2 separate regions of the Mus musculus genome follow, and region 2 is linked to region 1. Evidence: chromatin contacts called from public HiChIP or PLAC-seq data. All regions are on one chromosome and are shown on one strand. The core of a region is the stretch at or near the end of the contact, and the rest is flanking DNA. Distances in the headings are between cores, read along the strand shown. Region 1 overlaps Sbf2 (SET binding factor 2). Region 2 overlaps Sbf2 (SET binding factor 2).

Evidence for each region. HiChIP or PLAC-seq counts read pairs in DNA pulled down with a chosen protein or histone mark.
Region 2: a contact with region 1 is called in an H3K27ac HiChIP or PLAC-seq map of neural progenitor cells, with 3 times the contacts expected there. The contact joins two enhancer-like sites. A contact is called at or near these places in 6 of 484 Hi-C or Micro-C datasets (8-cell embryo, the STO cell line, bone marrow-derived macrophages and 3 more) and 4 of 115 datasets of contacts at active chromatin or transcription factors (the HPC-7 cell line, PVALB interneurons, embryonic stem cells and 1 more).

What each region holds. Positions count from the first base shown.
Region 1 is chr7:110,308,762-110,313,976 of GRCm38.p6, reverse strand. It overlaps Sbf2 (SET binding factor 2), which reads left to right. Exons shown (of 41, transcript NM_177324.2): 37 at 1-17; 38 at 1,108-1,301; 39 at 1,816-1,903; 40 at 3,688-3,819; 41 at 4,481-5,215. The coding sequence ends at 4,579. Among named protein-coding and RNA genes, the nearest start is that of Gm32861, 23 kb to the right of the region's middle. Within about 2 kb of position 3,211, at least 7 of the 459 cell types and tissues checked have an H3K27ac peak or open chromatin away from gene starts, as enhancers often do. A contact at or near this core is called in neural progenitor cells, where this site is marked.
Region 2 is chr7:110,386,184-110,391,231 of GRCm38.p6, reverse strand. All of the region lies in intron 17 of Sbf2 (SET binding factor 2), which reads left to right. Among named protein-coding and RNA genes, the nearest start is that of Gm32861, 100 kb to the right of the region's middle. Within about 2 kb of position 3,506, at least 35 of the 459 cell types and tissues checked have an H3K27ac peak or open chromatin away from gene starts, as enhancers often do. A contact at or near this core is called in neural progenitor cells, where this site is marked.

The DNA.
Region 1 (5,215 bases), core at 1,962-4,461:
AGCCAAGAACAGCCCATGTGAGCTTGCGAAGGACCTGGGCCTGGGAGGGCGCTCGGTCAGATGCAGCCTACAGCCCACAACCTAGCCATGCTTGTGGCCAGAAAAGATGGGGAAAAAGAGGGGTCACGCCCTGGGGGTCCAGATGACCAAATGCTTCCGGAATTTCTCATTCCCCACAGTGACATAACACACATGTTTCAGGCACTGAGTCCAGAGGAAACTACTGGGTTCTTTATCTTGGTGCCACTGTGGTCTCTGTTGACCACAAGGGACAGGGAATGCCAAGCCCATGGCTGCTCCAGAGAAACAAGCAAAGAGGAACTAGACTAAGATGACAGCTTATGCTACTTTCTGTCCCTGCACTTCCCTTTCTGTTTCTTGTACCCCATTTCCTATTTCTGCTATTAGAAATGTTTATCAAGCACATATGTCCAAGGGACTGAGCCCTATGCTGTCCTCAGTGAGTGCGGTTTGTACCTCAGCATGAGGAGGAAGGCAGAGAAATCTCTCAGTTACTAACTGGCAGGGCCACCACTCAGACCCACAGCAGACCGACCGACTCCCAGCTCAGCACAGGGAAGTGAGGACTCACAAGTGTTCTGAGGAGCACATCGAGTAGGAGAGAGCAAGACGAGGGCAGGGAGAAGACAGCCCTTGACCAGGGCCTAGGCTGCAGCCTCACCGTCAACCTCACCTCCCAGCCAGAAATAATATACTGTTTCTAGATTTTTTTTATTGTGAAAGTAAGATGTATTTTTAAAGTAACAGTACACAGAAGGTTATCAAAAGCTATATAAACTACATGATAGTTTAAAGCCTGCCTTCTTGTTGGTAGACATGCCATTCATTTGCATCATTTTGGTAGCTGTCCACAACTCCATTATAAAGGAACAATGGTTGTGGAGTTTGTTTACCAGTCCACAAATAATCCTTAGTTTATTTCTACTTTCCAACCAAAACAGACAAACACAAGATAAATGTCTTTGTACACATGCTGGCTCACTAGTAAGTTTTTACCCTGAGATCATGTATATGGATAAAATTATCAGGCCAGTCTCTTAAGCCACTGGGAAACTTTGCTAGCTCCTTCCTATTCTGTCTTTTCAGTCCCTAAGACACTCAGCGGGATCCCCAGGAATTGCATCTACCAACGTGCCTTCCTATCAGAAGAGGCCTGCGCTGCACCCGCTACACCGAGGCCTGGGCGAGGATCAGAGTACCACCACCGCCCCGTCCAATGGTGTAGAGCACAGGGCGGCCACACTTTACAGCCAGTACACATCCAAGAACGACGAGAACAGGTGACAGAGCTGGAACCCCATGGTGTTAGCCTAAGCAAGCCCTGTGCAAAGCAGCCTTCCCCCACTCAGGATGGATTTGCTTTTGTTCCTTGGGTTTTCGTTTTCTTAAATGCTTTGTGTTGAATGCTCTGCAGGGGACCAGTATTTGAGAGAATATGTGTCAGGAAATACCTTTTCAGTAGTACACATCATGCAGCCTACTCGTCTTGGCTGAGAGAAAAGATTTGACTCATGGAAACTAGGGATGCCAAGGGCATACTAGTGTTTCTCAGGCGTCTTCAGACTTCTGTTTCCAACCCGGTTTCCCTCAGTGTTGCAGCATTCCTAGCAAAGCAGAAAGCATGGAGACCAAGAATTCCTAACCAGGGGAATGCTGACCCCAGCCTCCCAAAGGGCTAGGGCCTGACTCCAAGGAGAGCCCTGACTTGGGAGACAGAGGCCTGGCAGACAAAAGCCAGTGTTCTTGTTTGTTAATAAAGGTCAGAATAAACTGTTTTGTTGGTTTTACTTCTAGATCCTTTGAAGGAACATTATACAAACGAGGAGCATTGCTGAAGGGTTGGAAACCCCGCTGGTTTGTTTTAGATGTCACGAAACACCAGGTAAGACCTAAAGACACTGCTCGGCCTGGGCTGGCAGCTTACCTCTCATACAGCCTGCTCACCCCGGCCTCACCTATGCACATGGTGGCTCTTGTAGGCCCCAAACACCCCTGAGCCCTGGGAGAAATCTTTGGAAGGAAATTTTAAAGCAGCCTCTACCTGGAGCACAGCTAAGGCAAGACAGTTGAACCAGTGTGCTCAGAGCACTGGAACTCTGATATGTAAATGTCATCTTAACATACAGGTCTGGAAGCGTCCGGGAGCTTTAACCTGGTGCATGAATGTGGGAGCTTATGTCTGCCCCCTCCCTTCCAGGGCACAGCTGTCCTTCATCCTTGCTGCAGAAAACATTCATTTATGACTGCACACCACCTCATTGCACTGCATATTAAGCAAGGGACTGCTATTCTTAAAAGATGGGAGCACAGAGAAGGAATGTGCCCACCCAGCCCTGGGATTCACAGCAGGCTAGGCAAGACCTTCCTTACCTTAAGTCATCTCTGCCAGGCTTTAACTCTTGCCCTAACTGCTACAGGTTAGACTTCCCATCATGCTCTCTGCTCCTGCACTCTCCATCTGCCCCATAGCACCTTCCTTACCACAGCAGTGACGCCTCTGCTTCAGGCTGACTTGTAGAAGGCAGCATCGGGAAGGACCTCAACTGTGGGACAGCGTCAGGAGGACCCCGTCCTGGTCAAGGCTGGTCTGGGGCCATCCTTTCCTCTGATTCAAATGCTTTCTTGGTTTTGTGTCTGTTGACCCATATGAAGACTGTTGAGATTCTTTTCAAACACACAAATGGAAGCCTTTTTAAAGCTGCATTTACAATAACAGTGCCCCCTGGAATCACAGAACCTTCACTGTGTAGAAAAGTTCCATTAAACCACTAAATATAACATAGGAAAAATCATGATTTTACTATAATTTAAAATTACATCAAATTATACTTGCATTCTTACCAATCTTCTGACTTTCTTTAGCGTGGAAAGTGTACGGTTTTTCCATTTAGCCCTGGTGACACTGCCTGAGGGTAGGGGTACGGGGGTGGGGGTGGGGCGGTGTTGAGGCCTGAGACACAGTGATGGAAACAACCAATTGCATTACTGGAATCCTGCCTGGGCCAAGAAGGCTTTCACCAGCAAGCTCTTAAAATACTTCGTCATTTCTTCTTATTCCAAAGTAATACATGGTTATTGTGCCAAACTTAAACATCTCCAAGAGCTGGCAGCTGGGAGCTCTCTGTAATGTCCCTCAGTGCCATTTTAGACTGCATTCTCCTTCCAACTTCCTGTTGCTTGGGAAGCCTTCCTTGTCCTTTGTCCATCCCAGTGCCATGCTGTCACTTAGCCAGTGCTCAGTGGCGGAGTAAAGACGGCACTCATGTCACTTCCTTGGTTGGGTCAGGCTGGGGAGACTCCAGCCGTCTAGCTCAGTGGCGTTTCAAGCCCTCTGTGACTTGCTGGTGAGTCCTTTGACCTTTTCAACTAGATTGAAAGCAGCATCCAGGAATTCCTTTTTGTTGTTTGTTTTGTTTTTTGAGACGGTTTCTCTGTGTAACACTTTGAGGTTCAGGCTGGCCTTGAACTCACAGAGATCTGCTGCCTCTCCTTCCAGGTGCTGGGATTAAAGGTGTGTACAAGAGGCAGCCTGCGTTGTTAATGCTAGAGTATTCTTCCATGCAGAGTCAGCACCAACAAGCAAGGTGCAGAGGATGTGGTCAGATGTGTCTGGAAAGCCGGGTCATTTCCCCTTACTGTGTCCTGTCTGTCTCTTTTTGGTCCTAGCTGCGATACTATGATTCGGGGGAAGACACGAGTTGTAAAGGCCACATTGATCTGGCTGAAGTAGAAATGGTTATCCCTGCCGGCCCCAGCATGGGAGCCCCAAAGTATACAAGTGACAAGGCTTTCTTTGATGTAAGTTCCTCTTTCCTGTTCTTTCTGCATGTCTCTCCATGACCTCCAAACATTATAGGGCCCCCAAGGAGTTGGTAGTCAATAAAAAGGAGTGTTTAATTAAAGCTGTGGGTGAGTGGCTAATGAATCCCCATGACTACCTTTCACACTGAGCAGCACTGTCCCCTCCTCTGCCTCTGCTACAGCACTGTCACTGCCCATAGTCACTGGAGTGGGGAAAGGACCTCTTCCCGGAATTGCCTTTAATAAAGGAGCTGGGCATGGATGGCGCGGGGTCCCAGGACCAGCTGGTGCCTCTGGCCTCTTACACAGCACCAAAGCAAGAACAGTATGCCAGAGCTCTCAGGGGAACTGTGCCACCCCCTTTTTTCATATGGAGCCATAGTAGAAACCCTGAGCCAGGGAACAGCATCATAGCCTGTAGAGGGATGGAGAATGTAATCTACTTTATGAAACTGTCTTCATTTTAAGGACTACTTAAATTATTAGTCAGGGACTAATTAATTATAAGTCATCTGTTTGCATAGCCCTTAAAGTACCCCCAAACCCAATGTTAGAACCGGCCGTTCTGTCTGTCCAGGATGGGATTAGTTTGTTACTCACCCAAAGCCAAAAGAACAGTCCTGCTTTATGTCTACCCTTCTGTCGCTTGTTTCTGTAGCTCAAGACCAGCAAGCGAGTGTATAACTTCTGTGCCCAGGATGGGCAGAGCGCCCAGCAATGGATGGACAGGATCCAGAGCTGCATCTCTGATGCCTGATGCCCAGGATCAGACAAGCACGAAAGGTAGAGGAACTCACTCATCTGCCTGACAGGGCGATGACGGTCATCCCAGGGCCTGAGGTTCTGCTTACCTTGTCCCCTCTGGAAGCAGTTGGCATGTCACACAGGTCTGGGTGGGAGCCCTGGCCCTCCCTCTCCCTGCAGCATTCCAACAGGATTGAAGTGGAGAGGGTGCCTCTGGACCTGCTGCTGTCATGTAGGCAAGGTGGCTCCCACCTGAGTCCTCCTCCATGAAGACTGTTCTCCAAAGCCATAACTTCAACAACTTGGACCACAGAAATCCAAACCTTCAAAGGTCGCTGTACACCGACCGCATAGGTGTCCCATCAGACACACCTCCTCCTACTGCCTGATCCTTGAGATGTCGGTTCCCTGGTGCTGCCAAAGGTGCTTTCATGGTTCCTGCCCGGGAGCTTCGCAGCAGGAGACGTCACTACTCAGTGGCAGGCAGAGGAGGTTAACAATAGCACAGAATGACCTGGGCCAGTGCAGGAAACACTGCTTCAAACCACGAGTCTCTGAGGACACAGTGCCTGGGTCCTGCGTTCTCTCCTGTTCCCCACAGCTTTCTGTGAAGTAACAAGCGTGCGAGCCCACAGAACACTAGCACTGA
Region 2 (5,048 bases), core at 2,257-4,756, 77 kb before region 1:
AAATGGATGGATCTGGAGGATATCATCCTGAGTGAAGTAACCCAATCACAAAAGAAGTCATTAGATATGCACTCACTGATAAGTGGATATTAGCCCAGAAACTTAGAATACCCAAGATACAATTTACAAAACACAAGAAAATCAAGAAGAAGGAAGACCAATGTGTGGATACTTCGTTCCTCCTTAGAATAGGGATCAAAATACCAATGAAAGGAGTTACAGAGACAAAGTTTGGAGCTGAGATGAAAGGATGGATCATCCAGAGACTGCCCTACCTGGGGATCCATCCCATAATCAGCCACCAAACGCAGACACCATCGCATACGCCAGCAAGATTTTGCTGAAAGAACCCTGATGTAGCTGTCTCTTGTGAGGCTATGCCAGTGCCTGGCAAATACAGAAGTGGATGCTCACAGTCATCTATAGGATGGAACACAGGGCCCCCAATGGAGGAGCTAGAGAAAGTACCCAAGGAGCTGAAGGGGTCTGCAACCCTATAGGTGGAACAACAATATGAACTAACCAGTACCCCCAGAGCTCGTGTCTCTAGCTACATATGTAGCAGAAGATGGCCTAGTCGGCCATCATTGGGAAGAGAAGCCCCTTGGTCTTGCAAACTTTATATGCCTCAGTACAGGGGAACGCCAGGGCCAAGAAGTGGGAGTGGGTGGGTAGGGTAGCAGTGTTGGGGGAGGGTATAGGGGACTTTTGGGATAGCATTTGAAATGTAAATGAAGAAAATATCTAATAAAAATTGAAAAAAAGTAATTGATTTAAAACAAAATAATAAAAAAAAGAAAAGAAAAGAAAAGATACCACAGACTTGCAAACTGGCAAATCCTATGTAGGCATTTCCTTAGTTGAGTGTCCCTCTCCCATACATCTCTAACTTATGTCAAGTTGATAGTCAACTAGCCAATGCAGTTGTGCATACTTGCAGTACTCAGGAAGTACGGGTAGGAGAATCAAGTTATAGTCTGTTGTGGGCTAAATATGAGCAAGACTATCTCAAAAGAAAATCTACTGCCAGAGATTTTTTAATTGGTTAATAATAATAAAATTCAAAACAAAATACCTATAAGCTACCAACTTACAGCTTGGGCTTCATGGACCTATAGAAAAAACAAATAGAATTTGCATTTTAAAAAATGATTTATTTATTTATTTATTTATTATGTGTAAGTACACTGTCGATGTCTTCAGACACACCAGAAGAGGGCATCAGATCTCATTACAGATGGTTGTGAGCCACCATGTGGTTGCTGAGATTTGAACTCAGGACCTCTGGAAGAGCAGTCAGTGTTCTTAACCACTGAGCCATCTCTTCAACCGAATTTGCATTTTTTAAATTTATTTTATGTATGTGTATACACTGTCACTGTCTTCAGACACACCAGAGGAGGGCATCGGATCCCATTACAGATGGCTGTGAACCCCATGTGGTTGCTGGGAATTGAACTCAGGATCTTGGGAAGAGCAGCCAGTGCTCTTAACCACTGAGCTATCTCTCCAGCTCAAATTTGCATACTTATAACATTAGAGAGAGAGATCTAATTTAAAATATAAGTTTAAGAAACTTCTATAGGCATACCTAGGACAGAAAAGAGAGGGATACAGGCCAGAAACGTGGAGAACTCTGTAGAAAAACATGGAGGAAAGCCAAATAGTGATGCAGCGTACAGGAGAGCCAAGTTGTTGAGGGTCAGGCAGCACAGTGCCTACTTGGAATAGCAGTCAAACAAAAGTTATCAATTTGATTGCTTTTTAATATATTATGTGGCACAATTAAAAATCCACTGAAAATGGTGAAAAAGAAAGTACAGTTCTGTGTCAAAACCACATACTAATTTATTCCACAGTAGCATGGAATTTGATTTATTCTGTTGGTTTCTCCAAGTATCTCTTCTTTTTAGAAGACTATGGCAGATTAGAGAAGTGTTTGACAATAAGAACAGTGCAGACGGACTGGAGAGATGGCTCAGTGGTTAACAGCACTGACTGCTCTTCCAGAGGTCCTGAGTTCAGCAACCACATGGTGGCTCACAACCATCTGTAATGGGATCCGATGCCCTCTTCTGGTGTGTCTGAACACAGCTGCAGTGTACTCACATACATAAAACAAATCTTTAAAAAAGAACAACAACAACAGCAACAGTGCAGTCTTCTTCCTGATTCTGAGTTGGGGGAGGGGAGTTGTGGAGAAGTTGAAGTCTGCCCTTCCCCCTTGCAGAGAACTTCCTAACCCAGCCCACTTCTTTGTTTCTCTTACAGATATTGATCTTAAACATGAGGTTTTGTTTTCAGCAAAGCTAGATAATGAAATCCCTAAGAGTCTGCCATTCATGTTTGTTTGAATGTTGACAATATTGGACAGGCTTCATCTTTAAAAAGCATCCCCTCTACAGCATGGGGAAGGGGGTACTGAGATTTTAGAATTCAAAAAGTAACTTACAACAGTTTACTTTGCAAATATAAATTTAAAATTCTTAAAGATAGGTTAATGACTGCTAGGAACTAAGCGAATTGTTGATTTTTAAGCCACCAAGTCTTGGCAGTTTTTTCATGCAACAGTAGATAAATATAAATCCTAGTGCATAGTAAATGGGATGGAAACATTAGGCAAAACTGTTAACTGGCATTGTGTGTGAGTCTTTGAAACCAGGCTGTGCTACCCAGGTTGCATCGTGGGTACACTTGGTATCGTTAGCCTCTCACTGAAGTGCAACTTAAGAAACCCTGTAGTCTTAAGACTGCCATCGAGGGGACTGGAGTGAAGCTTGCAGGTGAAGAGCACTTGCTGCCTTTGCAGAGGTCCCAAGCTCAGTTCGCAGCACCTACATGGCTTCTCACGGATTAACTCAGGTTGCAGGGGACCTTAGACCCTCTTCAGACCTCTGGAGGCACTGTACACACATGGTAAAAATGCATACATCCAGGCAAAACTCATAAACACATAAAAAATATGAATCGTAAAAAACAATACCATCAATCCCAAATCTCTTTTGTTAACCAGTTGTTAGTTGTCAGTGGCATCTGTACGAGGCAGATACATTAGGGCACATCTCTGAGAGACAGCTACAAAGAAGTTGTAGATTCCTGGTTCTTTGAATTAATTTTGAAAATCATACTTGTAATCCAATCCATTGTTTAAAATGTAATTTAAAAAATGGAATTCTACAGCAAGACACTTGGATATGTCCTTTTAAGGTAACAGCAGTCTACTCACTCATCAGATGCGGAAATGTATGATGACAAAGGTGATTTGAAACCATGCCTAGAATGCCCAGAATGCCATGGCGAGGAGTTCAGACTAATATTATCCTCTAGTCTCTAAGGAGTATGCAGTACTCAGCTGTCAGAAACTTACAGCAAGGAGCTAAGGAGGCTTGAGAGATTGAGGGGCCCGTAGTGAGCTAGCACAAAAGGCAGTTTAGAGAGAAAGGCTGGAAGGCACTAAGAACTGCTAACTGAATGCTTGAGACCAGAGAATGCAAATGAGTGAAGCAAAGGGAAGGAAGAACAGGCTTCCTGTGTGCAGGACAGCCACTGGTCAGTCCTAGCAGCTGCAGCCTTGCATGCAGGAATGGTGTCAGCACATCTTTTGTTTTGTTTTCAAGAAAATTATAAATTTGAACAGTACATAAAATTTCTTCTTTTGATTTAACTAAAAAAATTAAAATCGTGGACAAGGAGATTCAGTAGGTAAAATACCTGATGGGTTAAAAACAAGGAACAAATTTCAAATTTTCAACAGCCATGAGAGCCAGGCTTGGAGATGTAGGCCTATTACCCCAGCCCTGTAGGTGTAGAGACTTGTAGGTCCTGGAGGATTACTAGTTAGCTAGCCTAAAGGAAACAATGAGTCCCAGGTTCAGTGTGAGACCCTGTTTCAAAATATGAAGTAGAAAAAGATAGCAAAAGAAGGTGTCCAAAGTCATCCTCTGGTTTCTACATAAATGGTAAGAGTCAATTTCTGCTTTCCTCTCTGTCATAAACTCACACTCTCTCATCAACCTCTTAAATAACCAAAACAAAATGTGCAGCTACATTCAGCTGATACGATGTTAGCTTCACAGCCTCTCACTTTTAACTCTGACTATAAATTCTTATGGTGTATTATAGTAGGTCTGGTGGTTTGAATTGAGAATGTTACCATAGGCTCCTATATTTCAATACTTAGTCCCCAGGGTGGCCTTGTTGGATTGGTGTCATCACTGAGGTGGGCTTTGAGGCTTCAAAACTTCATACAACTTCCAGTTGGATCTATCTCTCTGACTTGTGGTTGTTCTCTTAATGTGTAAGCTATCAGCTACTGCTCCAAGGTTATGCCTGCTGCCATGCTTCCTGCCATGATGATCGTAGCCCAACCCTCCAAAATTGTAAGCAAGCCCCTAATAAGCTCTTATCTTTTGTAAGTTGCCTTAGTCATGGCGTCTCTTCACAGAAATAGCAATGGAACGAAGATATAAGTGGAAAGCCCTAAAATGGGAACTAGATGTGAATTTGAATTCCAGCTTATTCTGAAATCTTAAACAAATGTCTGGGATTGTGATCAGTAAAGACAGAAGCGGGTGGTAAACATAAAGCGCCCGTTAGAGTGGCAGGCACGTAGTAAGTGAACAGTGAATTCTGGGGGGATGAAGAACAGGATGGACTTCAGCTGCAAACTGAATGTTACTTCCCCAGTCTCTGCATGTGCATGCAAGTACAGAAGAGATGCAGTTCCTAGGCTCATAGAGCTTAGCCAGAGTTCCACAATCAGGCCAGCGTTCACAACTACTATCCTGTACTTCCTGTTATGGATCTGTAGTCTCCATTGCTATCTATAATTCTAGCTAGAGCAAGAAGCAAGTCTTCCATTTACTGACTTTCACTCCACGAAACATGTAAGCAAAATAAACATGCTCATCTAAAGATACATACATAAATGTATACACATAAATATATGTGTGTATTTAGTGCCATTGAATGAACCTAAGACCTCACACATGCTTGCCAAGCATTCCGAGCAAAATACCTTTACAGATCTGTGTAAATGGGTTTTATAT